2 separate regions of the Zea mays genome follow, and region 1 is linked to region 2. Evidence: chromatin contacts called from public Hi-C data. All regions are on one chromosome and are shown on one strand. Each heading gives the region's core, a stretch centred on a gene start, on an enhancer-like site or on the middle of the called end of the contact. The rest is flanking DNA. Distances are from core to core; before and after follow the strand shown. Region 1 holds the start of LOC103653328 (1-phosphatidylinositol-3-phosphate 5-kinase FAB1B). Region 2 has its middle 190 kb from the start of LOC111591353.

Region 1 (6,164 bases), core at 1,818-4,317, 530 kb after region 2:
TTAATGTTGTTAGGTCTATCAAATATTGCTTCAGCTCTTCGAAGGCTTTCTGCTGAACTGGTCCCCATTGAAAAACTTCAGCTGACTTCAGCACTTCGAAAAATGGTAAATTTCTCTCTGCTGATCTAGATATAAATCTGTTGAGAGATGCCAGTCTTCCTGTCAATCTTTGAGCCCCCTTTTTTGTACTTGGTGGCTCCATTCGAAGGATGGCTTCGATTTTATTTGGAATAGCTTCAATCCCTTTTGTTGAGACTAGACAGCCAAGAAATTTCCCTTTCTTCACTCTGAAGACACATTTTTCTGGGTTCAACTTTAAACCAGCCTGTCTAAAATTAGCGAAGGTCTCATGCAGATCAGCAATGTGATTATCTTGCTTCATGCTTTTTACAATGATATCATCAATATAAGTTAGCACATTTCTGCCTATCTGAGAATGAAGAACCTTCGCTGTCATTCTGCTGAAGCTTCCTCCAGCATTCTTGAGCCCCTTAGGCATCTGAAGGTAACAATATGTTTCACTAGGGGTTATGAAGCTGGTTTTTGGCTCATCTTCCTTCTTCATCCAAATTTGATGATAGCCTGAATAACAATCCAGCAGACTCATAAGCTCTGATGAAGCTGCTGCATCGACTAGAGAATCTATCCTCGGCAATGGAAACTCGTCCTTCGGACAGGCCTTGTTGAGATCAGTAAAATCAATACACATTCTCCATTTACCATTGGCCTTTTTTACCATAACAGTGTTATCCAGCCACTCTGGGTATTTTACCTCTCTGATAACTCTGGCACTAAGGAGCCTTTTTACTTCATTCCGAGCACCTTCGGCCTTGTCATCAGACATCTTCCGAAGCCTCTGCTTTCTAGGTCTAAAGGATGGGTCAACATTGAGCGAATGTTCAATAACATCTCTGTTGACTCCACAAAGATCATTGGCTGACCATGCAAAAACATCTTTGTTGTTGAACAGAAACCTTATCAAGGTTTTCTCCTGTTCTTCAGACAGTTGGGATCCCAATAACACTTTCTGCTCTGCTATGTCCTCACATAAAAGCATGGGCTTCGGCTGATCGGCCGAAGCAGCTTTCTCCCTTCTAAACTTGTACTGCTCACAAGCTTCAGCTCCATCTATGTTATGGATTGCCTTTGAGTCTGTCCAGTTTCCTTCGTCCCTTCTGGCAGCTTCCTGACTTCCATGAATGGCAATAGATCCTTGGTCCGAAGGTATCTTCATGCAAAGATATGTTGGATGAAGAATTGCTTCGAAGGCATTGAGAGTACCACGACCAATGATTGCATTGTAAGGGTATTCCATGTCAACAATGTCGAACACAACTTGTTCAGTCCTTGTGTTGTTAATGAATCCGAGGGTTACTGGCATTGTGATTTTTCCAAGTGCTACAATCTGCCTTCCTCCGAAGCCACAAAGGGGATGTGTGGCATCATGGATCTTGTCTTCGGGCTCTTGCATCTGTCTGAAGGCCTTAGAAAATATGATATCAGCTGCTGCCTGTATCAACCAAAACATTATGAACCAGAAATCCTTTGATCACACAAGAGATAACCATAGCATCGTTGTGTGGGTAATCCTTGAGCTGAAGATCCTCTTAAGAGAAGGTAATTGGAATGTGAGACCATCTTGACTTGATGAAGGGTCATTGTACCCCTACATGTTGTACTCTTCTCTGTGCCTCCTTCTTCTGTTTCTTGTTAGCCGGCTCTGAACATGAACCGCCTGTTATCGGGAGAATCAGCTTCGGAGCCGAAGCAGTTCCAGCTTGGTTCTTGAACAAAGCCATTGATTCAGGAAAGTGGAAGTGAGTTCACCGGAGGTGAGCGCCAATGTTGGGGACTTGTTCTCGAATGCTATGAATTAAGAACAAGGCAACATAAAATGTTAAATATCAATGCCCTTCGTCCGCTGAAGCATTATCTCCCCAAGGATTTAATGAACTTCGGACGAAGACCACGAGCGCCTTCGTAATTAAATTTACAAAAATAATACAAGGTAATATAAAATGTGAAACATTAAAAATAAATACATCGGAAATAAATGACATCATTTATATATCTTATTATATGAATCTAAGATGTTTGAACATAATATTTAGGTACATTTATACCTTTGCCTTGATAAACAATAATTCCCGAGTGATGCGTTTGCAATTACAGGAATGCGTGAACAGTAAAGGAATACTGTTCACTATTTATAGGCACAGGACACAACCTGTCAGGAATTACAATCATGCCCCTCATAAAAGTTTACAACGTTGACTCAGACCCTTATAGACTAAAAGGTCATTCTATCTTTAAGTTGGTTCGACCCTTCATCTTCGAATATGCTGTAATACTGAAGCTTCATGAATGGTACCTTTGGCATCACGTACAAGCAGCTTCAGCCGAAGCTGTTTCTTTCCGCAGGACCTTCGGCGACGAAGCATGGTCCCAACAATAATAATATAAGAACATGTAAAATATGGAACAACGCCCGCGCAGAAATAACTGGAGTCCGCAGTCTTGGCGTGGCAACAAAAATAATAACAACACTGTCGTCACTGAGCATCTTCAACAAAAGGTTCTATATAAATACATTATAATTTAAAAATAAATATATTTTATATTTTTAAGACACCAATAAAATATTCTACTATAATAGTAAAGCTCTAATTCTAAATTATAGGGTAGCCCACTAAGGTATAGTATATTTGATACACTTGAGAGGGTGTCCTATAAGTTTTGATAAAATTTTAGAAAATAAGACACCATTGAAGTAGTGTTTACTGTAGAGCCCTATATTTTAATTTGAAGCACTAGTTTGAGGTATTGTTGGAGATGCTCTTACAGTGCAAATGTGTCCTATAATATTATTTTTCTTTGAGTTAATTCATTTATTAATTATTATGCCCCAAAGGAAATTCACGATATAGCGTGGAATGAAACCAAATAAAAACAAAGGATAGTGAAACTCGAAAAGTCGAAATAGGTAGAGCCGGTGGCGCACAAAAAAGCAACTAAAAGCAGAAGGAATAAAATGAAAACATGTAAATCCAAATCAAGATAAAGTTTCGAAAAAAATGGAAAACGCGTCAGTTATCAATCTCCTCTCTCCCTTTCTATCTCCGTCCCCGTGAACCCGCACCCTCCAGCCTCCCGTGCTCCACTGGCGCCCTTCTGGAACCCTCAGCCCTCCTAATCTCAGCCGAAGTTATTAACCTCTTTTTTTCTTATATAGGCCAAATTAGTTCCCCTCCCGCGATTCCAAGGCTTTGCTCTTCGATCTCAGCCGCGCCGTGTTCTTCGCGGCGAGTTCGGAGCGTTGGTGCCCAATCCGTCGAGGTTGTGAGTTGCTTCCGCTGCTGCTACTGCCGCCGCCACCGCTGGTGTTAGTGATCTGATCTGGTGGGCGGATTGCGGCGCGGAGGTGGAATTGTTTTGGCTCTGGGGAAAGCTAGCTATGCGGATTGAGGCGTCGCCGGATTGAGCATGAGGGGCGGGGCTGCTGGCGGTGGCGGTGGTAAGCGTGGCGCGGATGATGGGATCGCCGGATGGGCGGCTCGTGGAGTTGTTCGGTGCGGTGAAGTCGTGGATGCCGCGGCGGGGCGACCACTCTCCGCCGCCCGCGTTGCAGTCGGACGCGGCGGCTGGGCAGCCGCTGCCGCATGACTTGTCGAGGGACTTCTGGATGCCGGACCAGAGCTGCCGCGTGTGTTACGACTGCGACGCGCAGTTCACCATTCTGAATCGGCGCCACCATTGCCGGCACTGCGGCCGTGTGTTCTGCGCCCGGTGCACGGCTAACTCTGTGCCCCGCTCGCCGGGGGACGCCGCGAGGGAGGACGGCGAGAGGATTAGGGTCTGCAATTACTGCTTTAAGCGCTGGATGGAGGAGGAACCCGCAGCGCGGGGGGCCGCTGCAGGGCAACAGCCGTCTAGCCCGTCTCTGTCTGCCGCTAGTGTTTGCAGTGACAAGTCCAGCTTCACTGGGACGAATGGGCAAATGTCGTCTTATGCGAATATTAGCTACTCCGAATTTCCGGTCCATGGAGAGGGCAACTGCGGCGAGGATGACGGCTATCGTGAGGAGCAGCAGCCTGCTATGGACCCCGCTCCAACCATGGAGCCTGCAGCTTACGCTGATAACTCGTCTGATCGATTCAACTTTTGCTTGCAGAGGTAAGGCTTTTCCATGATTCGTGCTTTGTCATTTAAGAAATTGGAACCTAATTTGTCTCAGTTCTATTGATAAGAAATGTTACTTTTTAATATAAGTTTACACAAGCATTGATTGACTGATTAGGAGCTTGGATCCCTGCTTGTGAGATGCTGTTGCATGTTATATATGTCTTGGGGGTAGAGGTGTAGGACAATGTTTAATTACTAGTTGAGCCATAATATTTTCTTTGTGGATTCTTTAACATAGAAATATCTGTTTTTGAACCCTTTGGATATTCTTTTGCATCAGGTTCATCTCTACCCTCAGCGACTATTAGCTAAAATTTTAAGTACATAACTGTTATTTGTACCAGCATATATGCTTTCTGGTTTCTGAGTTCTGTCATGTGCTCCTAGGCCAGCATGTATCAGGAGACTTGTTGAGCCACAAGATTTTTTTTCTGTGGATGCTTGGACATAGCAAGTCCTGGTATTTGCAGCTTTTGGATATGTTGTTTCGAAAGTGCTTGTCCACTTTGGTATTGGTATCAGGGCCTTTTAAGTACATTACCTCAAACTTTAGGATTCTACCATTATTTGGAGCTGCACTAACTCCTAGGGCCCAATCTCAAGTTTCTTTTAGAATTTGGGGGCCTAGCCCCTGCCTTAGATTAACCAAGATCATATCAGTTACAACATGCAGAGAATATCAGAAACAAAAATTCCCACAGACAAAGGAACATCAAGCACCCACAGAAACAGAAAAGGCAAAAAACACACCTTCCAATCCGCCTTGAGTTGAACTAGACTCAACTGCTTCCCTCGTTCCAAAGCTTTCTCCATATTGGAACAGTTCACCAGCATGTCCTCCACTTCAATTGGAACCAGACACCTGCTGCCTAGTCCTGCTCCCTAGTCATGAGCAAACTTGTACAAAAAACACTCCTTCTCTTTATTCACTTGATTCATCCACCGATCCACGCAGTCTGTGAGGTGTTGATGTTAAGAGCTTTACATTGTCCTTATCAGGTATCCACTCCTTCAAATGAAATATACTCAGTTTGGTTCATCATATCTATTGTGTGTTTACTTCATTTTGCCAAGGAATGTGCCTATTCTTTGGAAGAACAGTGATTTAGCTAAATTCATGGCGTTACATTGCAATGAGAATTTCATTTCTTGCATTATCTGATTTATCCCTAATAGCTCTAATGAATGGTAATATAGATCATAGGAATTTATTTGAATCCCAAGTTGCATTTGTGTTGTTAAATAACATTTACTTTGTGTTAGGAGTGACGACGAAGATGATGATTACACAGTTTTCCGTTCAGATTTGGAAGAGCAGCACATGCAAAATTCTGATAAATATTATGGACCTATGTATTTTGATGGACATCATGTTAGCTGTAGTGATGACGCAAAAGAATCTACATCCCCAAGGAAAAAATTGACAACCCTAGTTGATTCTTTGGGAGCAGATAAGAATGAAGATCATAACGTTGATGAGTGCTGTAATGCTCGGTCTTCTTCCATGTATAGCATGGAAGTGCTAGATAATGAGCCCGTAGACTTTGAAAACAATAGCTTACTTTGGGTAGCTCCAGAACCCGAGGACGGAGAGGATGATCACGATGGTGAACATGATGATGATGAGGGGGTGGATGCTACAGGAGAGTGGGGATATCTACGCACAAACAGCTTTGGCAGTGGGCACTGTCGAAGTAGAGATAAGTCAGCTGAGGAACACAAGAAAGCCATGAAAGACATAGTTGATGGCCACTTTCGGGCGTTAGTTTCTCAACTTCTTCAGGCTGAAAAGGTACCATTAGTTGATGGGAGTGGCAAAGAAAGTTGGCTAGATATAGTTACTTCTCTGTCTTGGGAAGCTGCATCTCTTTTGAAGCCAGATACCACCAGCAAAGGCGGTCAGATGGACCCTGGTGGCTATGTTAAGGTGAAATGCTTAGCTTGTGGTCACCCAAGTGAAAGGTAAACAAATCTATTTTCCA
Region 2 (6,459 bases), core at 1,891-4,390:
GTTCATTCACTTGATTTCCATTTGATTTGTTTCCCCTCTCTCCCAGACTTGATTTAAGTTCTAACGCTAACCCCAGCTTGTAGTGTGTGTTTAAAGTTGTAAATTTCGTATTACGCCTATTCACCCCCCTCTAGGCGACTTTCAAAGGGATTGGGGATGTCCTTCATCAATCCGGCACCCCATAGAGTTTGTGAGTAAATCTTTGGGTCCCTGACACTAAAGTTTGTCGACATATGAAAAAGAATGACTTGCAATTCTTCTAGTTGTGGACCATCGGCGCTCCTACCTGATGAGCACGAAGTTTATAATTAGACCGACCAAAAAAGCTTGGTTCATTTGGATGATCAACTCCTTACAACACCTTGGCAACAGAAAGCATTGACCAAATTGTTAGGCTTAAGGTATCAAATCTGCTACAAAAAGGGCATGAAAATCGTGTGGCAGATGATTTGTCTCACCTGCCTATAGCACAAGTGCTAGCCTTATCTGTGCTGAAATCGACATGGCTGCAAACAGTAGCATAAGCCTATGCTGGTCACACTAATACAACACATATTCTCCAGTCCCTTGTTGTTCACTTACCATTTGGGTTGTATGTGTTGAAAGATGGTCTCATTCTGTACAAGAACAGACTACTGTTGTTGGCTCAATCTGAATTCTCGTTGAAAGTCTTTCAGACCCTCAACAATGCACCAATTGGAGGCCACTCTGGATTCTTAGTGACATACCAAACGATAAAGAAATTGTTTGTTTGGGTAGGCATGAAAAAGATGATACGACAATGGTGTACGCAGTGCTCCACCTGCCAACAGGCAAAATATTAACGGATTCACTACCCATGACTTCTTCAACCATTACCCATTCTGGAGGGTGCCTGTCAAGTGGTCCCAATGGACTTATAGAAGGTCTTCCAACCTTGGACCACTCTAACTACATAATGGCCGTTGTTGATAAATTTTCCAAGTACAATCACTTTGTGCCCCTTCATCACCCATTTACAGCTCTCAGGGTAGCTCACAAATTCGTGGACCATATCTTCAAACTGCATGGTTTCCCACAAGCTTTGATTTTGGACAGAGACCGTATCTTTACGAGCATTATGGAAGGAATTGTTTCAGTTGGCAGGTGTGGAGTTGCGTTTTACAACAACTTATCACCCCTAGTCAGATGGTCAAACAGAGAGAGTGAACCAATGTTTGGAAACCTACCTCCACTGTTTTACTCATGCCTGTCCTTCGAAGTGGAAACACTGGCTTTCGTTGGCAGAGTTCTAGTATAACACTAGTTACCTCCTTGAAGCTTACCCCTTTCAAAGTTTCATATGGATATCCCCCAGACACTTTGGTATATATATCAGGGATTCTTGTATTGTCCCCTCTCTTTAGGAATGGTTAAATGAAAGAAATCTTATGACTCAATTGGTCCAACAGCAACTAGCCAGAGCTCAGCATCATCAGAAACAACAGGTCGATCGCCACCATTCTGACAGAAACTTTGAAGTAGGCGATTCGGTCGACCTGAAATTGCAGCCATTTGTCCAATCTTCCTTGGTCAAACAGACAAATCACAAGCCCGCATTCAAGCACTTTGGTCCCTATCCTGTGGTGCAAAAAGTGGGCAAAGTAGCATTCAAATTGGAACTCCCAGCCTCTTCATCCATCCACCTAGTCTTCTATGTATCTCTATTGAAGAAAGCAATCGGTCCAGATGTTCCTGTAAGTTCTACCTTACCTCCATTGTCTGAATCCTTGCAGAAACCATAGATGGTGTTGCAGCGACGCACAATCCACACACCAAAAGGGGAGGTCACTCAGCTGCTCATCAAATGGGCATCTTGGCCAGAGGAGCTCGCGACATGGGAGGACGAGCCAACCTTCATCACCAGGTTCCTAAACACGTGGCTTGTGGACAAGCCATCTCTCAATGAGAGGGGGATGTCACAGCGCTAGAGGAGTCCAATGTAACAACCAGGCCATGAAGGATGATTAAGCCCAATACCAAGGTGAATGGGCCAGAATGGACCAAATAACGTGCCCTTTTCTTTTTTTGGTAAAGTGGCATGTAAATAAGAGATGAGAGGGGAGTTTTGAGAGAGGAGGTAGAGAACGAACTAGAAACCTGAACCCGACTGCGTCCGGCTGTTGGCGGCTTCGCCGTCTATAAGAACTCCAAAACCCCATATTCATCCAATGCTTACGTGAGAAGAAACGAGTGTTGGGAGCGGTGCTCACCTTTGCCATATCATCGGTGTCCTCACAAAGACACAAATCTAGCTACTAAATGACTCAACAAGTGACATTCTTGTGTGAAAACAGAGAGTCAAACTCAAGACCTGTAAGTCCCATCTAAGCAAATTGGTATTTGCGGTGGAGGAAGAAGGATCGATGACATGCATTCTGTGACCCCTTCCCAATTCATGGTCATTGAGTCAACCTATTTGCCTCCAACCCATATGCCTGAAGGTTGTGTGCACTGTGTCATTTTAGGTTCAGTTTCAGCTTGTTTTGCCATTAGAATTAATTTGTTGTAGGTTCCTACATTGCAGGTGACACTGAATTCGTAATTTTTAGTTTATGTCATATAGTAACTCTTCATGATAAAAATGTCTATTTAATATTTGGTTATTTCTTCATCTCACAAATTATGTTGGAGTCCATAAGCAGCCCGCTTTTAGCTTGCTAACAATGAGCGGTCCGCTTCTATTATCTCTTCATCTCTTTCTTCCATACCACTGTAAATTAGACATGACATCTTTTACATCTCACATACATCACCTTATTATACTTGTTCTGGGTTGTAGTCTGTATACCTAAAGTAATCTGACTCAAATCCGAAAGAAATTTAGCCGATTAACGACTGCTCACTCCCAAGAAATAATGAGTACATAGAATACAACCCCTAGGAAAACAAAGACAAAATAACTAAAAAATGAAGAAAAAAATGCATATGCGACGAGCCGCACTCGACAATCCAGATCTCTCGTTCGAAGTGGGCCTGGCTTTTCTAGGTAATTGGTGCGCACGGGCTCTGGAAGCAAACAAGCATGGGCTTGCAGGCTGGCAGCACAGCTGCACAGGCCTCTCCCAACTCCCAGCTAACGAGCCAATGGGTGCATGTGTATCATTGTTCTGTGGCTTCTGATTTCAATTCTCTCAAATGTTTTTTTGGGCCCTAGAACACTTGAGGACTGACTGAGGTGCCAACGCAGACAGTAACAGCTCAATTTCAGAGCATCAATGATTGGCGCCAAAATATATATCCACGGCAAGTACAAAAAGGATTCCAGGCTATCGAACGAGCTAGACTAGCAGTGCATCATCTATACATGCATGGGATGGAAATCACTGAACTGCTAATCTCACGAAGCAAACAAAATAAATAAATGAATGCCCGAAAGGCCCACCCACCCTTGCCAAGCTCACTTTCTTGTGGTGGATCATCTCGTCACTTGGCATCTCATGCACGATATATATACGATGGATCTGGTTCTGTGGCTGGAGAGAGTGGTGGATATATGTGACTGGCCAACCTGTCACTCATGTCTCGCCAGTGCTCCCAACGTCATCAAGCAACGAACTCAGGCCGTCTCTCGTCTGCGGAGAAGATGCCGCTGTACCGGTGAAAGTTGCTTTGGCCTGATGGTTAGGTACTTAATTACGTAAACCTTATCCCGGCCGGATTTGTTGTCTCCTATATATATACGACTTCTGCAGTTCTTTGATGTTGGGAAATGGATGCTTTAGAATTAAACTGGTCGAAGCTTAGGGATGTAACGGGTCGTTATGCTAGACGAAAAAGCCTATCTAATATTCACAGTTTGGTTTGGACCTATTCTTTTACATATAGCACATATGGTAAAAGTTACATTATAATAGAAATTATATTCTTATACATAACTTAAAGAGTCATCATTGTACGTTTCAAAAACAGAGTTGAAAGTGTTGATCTTATTTAGGGCTGTCTTCAGCAACGTCCCCTAAATTTCGTCCGCTAAAAGAATATTCTCTGTACTTTACAGAACACTCTAAAAGATTTTGTCCTCTATATTATCTCAGTCTCCAACAACGTTCCCTAAATTCGGTTCTCTAAAGCTACAGGGTTAACATACTTCATTTTGTCCATTTATTTGGTTTATAATTCATTTCTTTTCATTACACGCTAATTGAAATAAAACATGCACGGCAATAGTTTTTTAAAATTTATTAACAATTTTTGTTATCCGGACTTAAACATGTGTAGCATAATTTCTTCTCATTGTTTTTTATATTGCGGGAGATGGTGCTCGGATGATGTCGGAGATGTCCTTTGCATGTTCGTCCCGAGGTCCTTTGAATGGAAAGCATGTTCAGACCTGCGGCAGCACAGCAGCGCCACCGCCATCCACGGGAACAGTATATAGCGGGCGCTTGTATACCCGGCAAATGTAGCGGCTGAGGAAGAGTCGCTAAATTTTAGCGGACAGTATAGCGCACCTTGCTGGACGCTTACCGGACGTTTGTGTCTGCTATATTTGGTGGACAGGAGGCTTTACCGACCCTTGTTGGAGAGAGTCTAATATGGTATTGGGAGTTCAAAAGTTGCATGTTTAAACTATGTTATTTGCTTTAGTTTTCGAAACTGAAGTTTTATAGCAAGACCTAAAAGAAGGAACCTATTGAATTAGATTCAACTCCACTTGTTTTTGTCTTGTAGCCTAGCTCTACCTTTATAAACCAGACTTGTCGAAAATTAATTGTTCGACAGTATTTACATGGGATAGGTCATGTGATCGAAAGTTGAAGGTAATGGCACAAGAGATATGAAAAATTATACATGTTTCGGCTGGCGATGTGATATAATATTGTACGTCCTATTTATGACTTTGCTAGTGTCTACTGCAATGTGAGATGATCTTGCCCTCATGGGGATCCTCCGTCCCTCCATTTATATACCAAGGAGGGTCAATGGTTATAGGATAGGCATGAGTCGGTTATTGAGAGCACCTAGAGGGGGGTGAATAGGTGATCCTGTAAAATTCAACACTAATAGCCACAAAACTTAGTTATGAAAGTTAGAACGGCTAAGTAGCTTGAAGCGAGTTCTTGTGAACGCAGACAATCAAAGAGAAAGCACACAAGAGACACGCGATTTTTATCTCGTGGTTCGGCCAAGTAATACTTGCCTACTTCCACGTTGTGGCGTCCCAATGGACGAGGGTTGCACTCAACCCCTTTCAAGTGATCTGATGATCAACTTGAATACCACGGTTTTTCCTTTCTTACTCTTTCTCCCGTTTGCGAGGAATCTCCACAACTTGGAGCCTCTCGCCCTTACAATGATGATCACAAAAGAAGCACAGAAGTAAGGTAGGGAAGAGCTACGCACACAAGACACAAATCGCAACACAACTACGCACACAAGTCACAACTCGATCTCAAAACACAATGCACGGTGTTCACAACACAAATGGAGCTCAAGTCACTATCTCAAAGAATCGAATGCGTGAAGTTAGAGTCTTGAAGTCTTAGAATGTTTCTTGTAAGCTTGTGTAGCTCTTCCATGCGCCTAGGGGTCCCTTTTATAGCCCCAAGGCAGCTAGGAGTCGTTGGAGACCAACAAGGAAGGCCATCCTTGCCTTCTGTCGAGTGGCGCACCGGACAGTCCGGTGCGCCACCGGACAGTCACTGTAGACGGTCCGGTGCCGATCTCCTTCCTTTTCTAGCGCATATGACCGTTGCAGCCCTAGGTCAGTTGGCGCAACAGATAGTCCGGTGCCCCCTGCCGACCGTTGGCGCGGGCCACGCGTCGCCCGCGGATTGCGTGACCGACCGTTGCGCTGGCGACCGTTGGCTCACCGGACAGTCCGGTGAATTATAGTCGTACGCCGCCAAACTTTTCCCGAGAGCGGCCTGTTCACCGGAGTTCAGCCTGGCGCACCAGACACTGTCAAGTGCACCACCGGACAGTCCGGTGTGCCAGACTGAGCTGAACTTCGGCTGCACACAGCCAGTCTTTTGCAATCCATTTCTTTTCTTCTTATCTCTGTTTCTAACACTTAGATAACTTTATTAGTATACAAAAGCCAAATACTAAGTCTAGAAACATACCTTGTTATATGATTTTCACTTTTTGCAATCTTTGGCACGTTAGGACTTAAAGAATATGTGTTGGGCACTTAATCACCAAAACATTATAGAAATGGCCCAAAGGCACATTTCCCTTTCAATCTCCCCCCTTTTTGGTGATTTATGCCAACACAACCAAAAGCAACCAAAAGATGTGCAATATCAATGCAATTGAGGACCAAATTGTTTTTAACAAGATTTGACATATTTGGATCGCTCTTTGCCATCACTTGGTTTGTTTTTGCAAATCAAATTCATTTTCCTATCTCTAAGTCAAACTCGGTTGTTTGGGCATAAAGAGAGATAATCCAAGAGTGAAATTGATCGAATGCCAAAAACTCCCCCTTTTTCCCAT

What was found. Hi-C and Micro-C count contacts between places; a contact is called where the count stands out from the background.
Region 1: a Hi-C map of ear shows a contact between it and region 2, with 4 times the contacts expected there. The contact joins the promoter of LOC103653328 here to the enhancer-like site in region 2. A contact is called at or near these places in 2 of 25 Hi-C or Micro-C datasets (ear and leaf).

Annotation. Positions count from the first base shown.
Region 1 is chr4:65,325,570-65,331,733 of Zm-B73-REFERENCE-NAM-5.0, forward strand. LOC103653328 (1-phosphatidylinositol-3-phosphate 5-kinase FAB1B) reads left to right here and starts at 3,068. Exons shown (of 11, transcript XM_008680260.3): 1 at 3,068-4,173; 2 at 5,446-6,144. The coding sequence starts at 3,530.
Region 2 is chr4:64,791,056-64,797,514 of Zm-B73-REFERENCE-NAM-5.0, forward strand. No RefSeq gene overlaps it. Among protein-coding and RNA genes, the nearest start is that of LOC111591353, 190 kb to the right of the region's middle. Within about 2 kb of position 3,141, at least 14 of the 20 cell types and tissues checked have an H3K27ac peak or open chromatin away from gene starts, as enhancers often do. A contact at or near this core is called in ear and leaf, where this site is marked.